Linked DNA regions of Rattus norvegicus: region 1 is linked to region 2. A link is a contact called in public HiChIP or PLAC-seq data. All regions are on one chromosome and are shown on one strand. Each heading gives the region's core, a stretch centred on a gene start, on an enhancer-like site or on the middle of the called end of the contact. The rest is flanking DNA. Distances are from core to core; before and after follow the strand shown.

The links. HiChIP or PLAC-seq counts read pairs in DNA pulled down with a chosen protein or histone mark.
Region 1: a contact with region 2 is called in an H3K27ac HiChIP or PLAC-seq map of oligodendrocytes, with 7 times the contacts expected there. The contact joins two enhancer-like sites. A contact is called at or near these places in 2 of 12 Hi-C or Micro-C datasets (the Rat2 cell line and Schwann cells) and 1 of 1 datasets of contacts at active chromatin or transcription factors (oligodendrocytes).

What each region holds. Positions count from the first base shown.
Region 1 is chr3:154,655,430-154,658,460 of GRCr8, forward strand. No RefSeq gene overlaps it. Among named protein-coding and RNA genes, the nearest start is that of Kiz, 74 kb to the right of the region's middle. Within about 2 kb of position 1,547, at least 10 of the 93 cell types and tissues checked have an H3K27ac peak or open chromatin away from gene starts, as enhancers often do.
Region 2 is chr3:154,498,618-154,501,486 of GRCr8, forward strand. No RefSeq gene overlaps it. Among named protein-coding and RNA genes, the nearest start is that of Ralgapa2, 110 kb to the left of the region's middle. Within about 2 kb of position 1,339, at least 11 of the 93 cell types and tissues checked have an H3K27ac peak or open chromatin away from gene starts, as enhancers often do.

The sequences.
Region 1 (3,031 bases), core at 297-2,796, 160 kb after region 2:
TAGATGACTTGCTTGGGAGCTGGCCCAGGAAGACTATAAGTGATGAAAACCAGTCAAGAGGGAACCAGCTTGCAACAGTGAATGGGTTATTGCCACGGTGCCCTGTAACTCCGTCCCTGTTGATCCTCCGAGAGCTTGTAAGAAACTCTTTCTGAGAAGCAAGGATCTTAGGATTGATGGCCATTTCTAGGGTTTTAATTTCATGGCATGTCTGCTCTGCCCCGTCTGAACACTGGTAACCTCAAACAGAGAGAAGCAAGTTTTCTAGGCAAGGGGACTGTCTCGGGCTAGGGTGAGTTAAGGGAGCATGGGCAAAGTCCTAGCAGCATCTGCCACATTCCTTAAACTCAGAATGAGGAGTTTTCTCATTCATGACAGGTCCACTGAGTAAACCATCCCTAATACAGCAGAGGAGGAGCCTGTGGAACCCTGGCCATGATTTACACACACACACACACACACACACACACACACACACACACACACACACACACACTGTCTCCTGGGAGGGAGGGGGATGGATGGAGAGAGTGGGAAAACAACGATGCAAAAAAAAAAATGCAAAAGACCTCAGCCTGCAGCAGAAAGACCAGGCCTGAATGAACTGCTTGTTCTCAAACAGAAGGAATTTTATTTGCATAGTTAATCCTCACGTGTTGCAACAGCCCAAAGATCACCCCCAGACGATTATTATTTGCACAGAGTGCTGCAGGCAGGGGAAATCTTCATGTACCCCTTTTCCTTTTAAATACCAGATCCTGTAGCCCCGCCAAGATATTTGAAAACAAATTGTAAGCTCCATCTGCCAGCTGGGGGCATGCTGAGACAAAGGAAAGAATTTTCCTGGCAGACCTCACAGGCCAGGAGACCCTTAATCCAGGCAGACAGACTTTAACACATTCTTTCCCTGTTCGGCAGACATTCCATCATCCCTGAAGGTCTTGCCTGTAGCCGTCAGTTTGTTCCGTTTAGATTCAGCTACAGTGTATATGTGATGGAGTCTCCTAATATCTTCCAAGGCTCAGCTCCAGGACCCTCTTGGATACCCAAATCCATATGTGCTGAATCCTTCAAATAAAATAGTAAAAACAGTGCAGTCATTGCACAGACCCTCTGAACATCCTCCAGTGTGTGGTAGGTCATCCGGAGGTTACGTGTAATTCCCAGTACAGTAGGAATGCCATTCAAATAGCTGTTGTACTGTATTGTTAAGGCACAATGACAAGAATAAAGTCTGCATGTGCTCAGAACAGACATTTTTAGAATCTTTTTTTTTTGAGTTGGTGGATACAGAGGGACAACTGTATCAGTCTAAGCCAGCAGAGGAAAAAAGCTCGACAGGGGTCCATGGTAATTCTAAACAAACAGGTGCTGAGGCTCCGGGAGGAGGGGCGAAGGAGCCCGCTCTGATTCCACTGAATGCTGTGTGCGGGATTTCTTCCAGAAGACAGGGAGAATTTAAGAAACAAGAGAGTGTCTGTGCCACAGAGTAACCCTTGGGGTTACAGCTCATTTTGAAAGAAGCCCTTTAGGAGGCAGACAACTTCTTGAGTCTCCATCAGTGACATCCACTCTGGTAGAAAGGATGCAACAGGCTGAATTGCAGCCTTCGGGACTCACAGGAGGAAAAGGCCTGGGCCTTCAGCTGCTGCTTTAATCACTTACTTAGAAACTGCAAAGTTATGAAGGGCAACCTCGCACAAGCAAACGAGCATCAAGTGAAATTAGCCAATTGTAGAGGATACTGTCGTTTTCTAAGGGCTAGAAAGTTATGTTTAGCCTACAAAGAAGTTTTAAAGGATGTTTCTACGAGACACAACAAAATACATACATATACACAGGCAGACAGACATAGGAAGTTATTACATAATCTTAGACAGACTTCTATGTTCACTAGCTGTCAGCCTGTACAATTAATTCAGTTCATTCACTCTGATTCAGTCATTCAATAAAGACCCACACGGCTGCTCTGTTAGATACTGCACCAAACACTAATGATAGAACTTTGCTAGAGGCAGTGGAGCAGGGCTCCTGCCCCTTTGAGGTCACTAATCATGGATACGAGTGGTTGGTATAATATTACAGATTGTGCATGGATTGCTCAAAAGAATGAATTTTCTATATATATATATGTATATATATATATGTATGTATATATATATGTATGTGTGTGTATATATATATATATATATATGTATATGTAGCTAAAAATCAGAATGATCTAAAACAAAGGTGCCAGGACAGCATTGTATGTGTCAATTTTGAAAACTATCTCTCCTCTCATACAGGCTTTTTTGGGTGAATAGGGCTTCTTTAGAATAAAACAGCAAGAGACGTCTTTGGCAGATCTGGGGCCAAGGTGTGCTGCTAAGAGATCCACCATATAACAGAACTGACCCAAGACGGTTGGTTATTGGGAGGAGTGGGGAGATTGAAGAGTGGAACATGAGAGAAAGACAGAGACAAAAGGAGACAGAGCCAGGCAAACAGAACAATCAGGAGACAGAGAGAGCAAACAAGACCTTTTAAAGGAGGCACATGTCACATAGGAGAACACACAACTTATAGCAGCAGTGGAATGTGCTGTACCTGGGGGTCCGTGGGTGATGATGTAAGCTGCAGTGGCCGAGTCGCTGAAAGGCATACTGGCAGAGTGCCAGATTTACAAAGGCACATGTCTGTAGTCTTCCCACTCGGGAGGCAGAAGCAGGAAGATCATGAGTCAGAGGCCACCATCAAGGGACAAACTCCCTCAAAAGAAAAAAGCAGAGGTAAGAACCCCTCACTCATCTGGTTATCTTCTGTCTACACAGATACACAGACATAACCATAAGCCCAAGTCTCCTACATGGTGGCCATCCAGTGAGCAAGAAAGAAAATATTAAGAGTCCTATTTGTAAGTTTTTAACAATGAAAAATCAGTTTAAGCCTCTGCCCTCAATGCATGGACTGTCGAAATAGCAAGTTGCATGTGGGCATATATACACAAAACACACACACACATACAAAACACATACACACACACACAAAC
Region 2 (2,869 bases), core at 89-2,588:
ACATCTGGAGGGCTGAGTATCATTTCTGCACTAGTCAAGGAAGAATGCATCTTATATTCTCCCACAAAGAGGCAAAATGGTGTGTGGGCTGCACCAGCGAAGGAACTGGAAAATCTGTGTGGGGTGGCCTTGAAGGAGTCACTCTGGGCCTATGAATCACTTTTCTTTCCTCCCCCAACATCTGTGAAGCAATGAAATAGTTTGTGTGAAGAAGACTCAAGATTCCTTTCCGGGTAGAACTGAGTGTGTTTGTTTGACATCAGCAGCCACAAACAGGGCAGCGTGTCAGATGGAAATGAAACTGTAGTAGTTTTCAAACATTATTTTCCCACTGAAGTCTTAAGCAGTCTGCCAATCACCAAACTGCTTATTCTACATCAGGAGTATTTTTCCTGGTTGTGGTTACCTATGTGTGTACTTTCTGGGGCTCCAGTATTAATAAAAAAAATTGACCAGTGTTCTGTCCTGAGGATGAAATGAAGGACTTGATTGGTTTTGATCATACAGATCATAGATCGCTAGCTTCACTGCCACAAATGTGGTTCCCAGACCAGTGTCATAGATATGACATCATCCATGACCTTGTTGAAAATGCAGACTCAAGGTGTCCCCACTCCTACAGTCCTTGAATCAGAATCTGCCTATTAACAAGGTCCCTAAGGGCTTCCTTATGCTGTTGAAGCTCTGGGAGCCCTGTTTAAGGCTTCATCTTGGGGAGGGTGGATTTGTCAGAGACAAGCTTTGCTCATGGCTCACAGCTAGACCTTTGAAACCTCATCGAATTCTCTTCTGCCCCAGCCCATCTCTTTGTTGATAACTACAACTTTTAGTTGGATCATTTTATCTATATTTATATCTCCTATAAAAATATCCAAAAAGAGGATGCTTTGTTAAAATCCCAATCCCCTGACAAGCATTTATTGTGACTCTACTGTATGCCGTGGTATTATAGGTATCGAGGATAGAGAGAAATCCTGGTTTTCACAGAACATTAGTACTGAGAGAAAGAGGGAGGGGGTGAAAACACAAGATAAGCAAATAAATGAGGCTTTATAAGATCTCTGGTAATTTTGTCTAAAAAGACAAAACAAACAAACAACCCCTCCAAACCCTCCAGAAATGGAGCATGGTAACTCATGGCTATGATTCCAATACTGTAGAAACCAAGACAGAAAGATCTTATTGCAAATTCAAGGCCAGACAGATCTACATGGTTAAGTTTCAGGTTAACCTTGATGACAGACTAAGACCCTGTCTCCAAACACAAACATCAAGAATAAGCAAAAGCAAATCCTCCCCCTCTCCCAGTAAGACCTTGCCATAGTTTTATAATGCCCTTTTCAGGTCAAGAACTAAGACAGAGGAAACCGTTGGAGGTTAGAGTTGGTCTATATGGTGTCAATTTGTTCACAGAACCACCTGCCTAATGAACTAAGAATGGCTGGACTGAGAGACAAGTACTGAACCCAGAGATGACTGAACTCTCTAATAGGAAGAACTGCGATTCTTCCTATCGCAGGAAAACCCAGGGAGAAAGTGCGAGATGAGAAAGAACACACATCGAGATCCTTCCATCTGATCTTTCTATCCTTTAATGTTTAGATGGAAGGGGAGGTTTTGAGGAGTCAGGCAGAGATGGTTTCACCCACGAGCAAAGCTCCTATGTCAATGCCAACCATTCAATGAAGTTCTTCACATTCCAGGCCTGGGTAGCTCCTTCCAAATGTGCAGTCAGGATGGTATTGAAAAAATTAGGAGAATATTTGCCTCTGGAGGAGGGGTAGCTTAGATTCAAGTATCATATTTAAATAGGGCTCTGTTGGAACCAGCTAAATGTCCTCCAGTTGGTGACAGAATTCCTGGAAATTGGTGTTCACAACAGTGGAAATGGGGCTTGGACTCTAGACAGAGAATGCTGTACTTAAAGAGATTTTGTTCTGGCCTCTTACATGGACTCAACAAAACTCTCTCTGTGTTCAGAACCAAGTTTCCTGTTGCCAGAGTTTCTGCTCAGCTCTGTCATTTCTAGTTCATCGTCTTTTAACCAGAGGCTTGAATGAAATGCAAGAGAAATAAAAGTCAAGTATATTTTAAATAAAAGCAGGGTAGTGTCCACAAAAGCCACATTGAATAAGAATTTTCTAAAGTAGAGGCAATAATTCTGTGTAAGTAGCCAGCACCTCTGTGCCACCCAGAGCCTCCTCCTGTTTCTAAACATGACAATATGAAAATTCTTTATTGTGAGCTTAGAAAACTATGTTCTTATCCTTGGCCTTTGACACATACCTTCTTGGATCTTGGGGTAAATATAAGAAATGTGTTTTTTAATTTGCTGTAAGGTCACTTTGTCTCCCTGCAGAAGGGTATTTGTGGATTCAGATGCTCATCTGCCTTTGGGTAGCTGGCATTGACAGTTAGAGGTGAGCCTCTCTGCTTGCTCCTGGAATAAAAAGGACATACTTAAACTAGAAGGCCACCTACATTGCTCCTCTTCCTCTTAGCAAACAATTGCTAAGGCAATGAGGAAATCTTTAAGTTAGAGGCAACTGGGGTGTGGGTGGCATGTGGCCACCCTAACCTTGAGGGCACTCTCCCCTAAGAAGAGAAGTCAGTGTTCAGAACAACAGAAGGCAGTCGACGCATTTGTGGGGAAGCAGAAGAAAAACTCTTGTGTTGGGACACTAGGACAGTCACTTGCTTAAGACCCTTCTGGTCAGGACGCATCTCTGAATGCTCATTCAGATGCACTGTCTGGAAAGTAGGAATGGCAGAAGGAAGTTTTAGAAATGGGAAGTCATGAGATCAGTTTGCAAGACAGCTGGTATGACCAATCTGCAGAGGGTCTTATTAAAGGAACTAAGGTTTAATG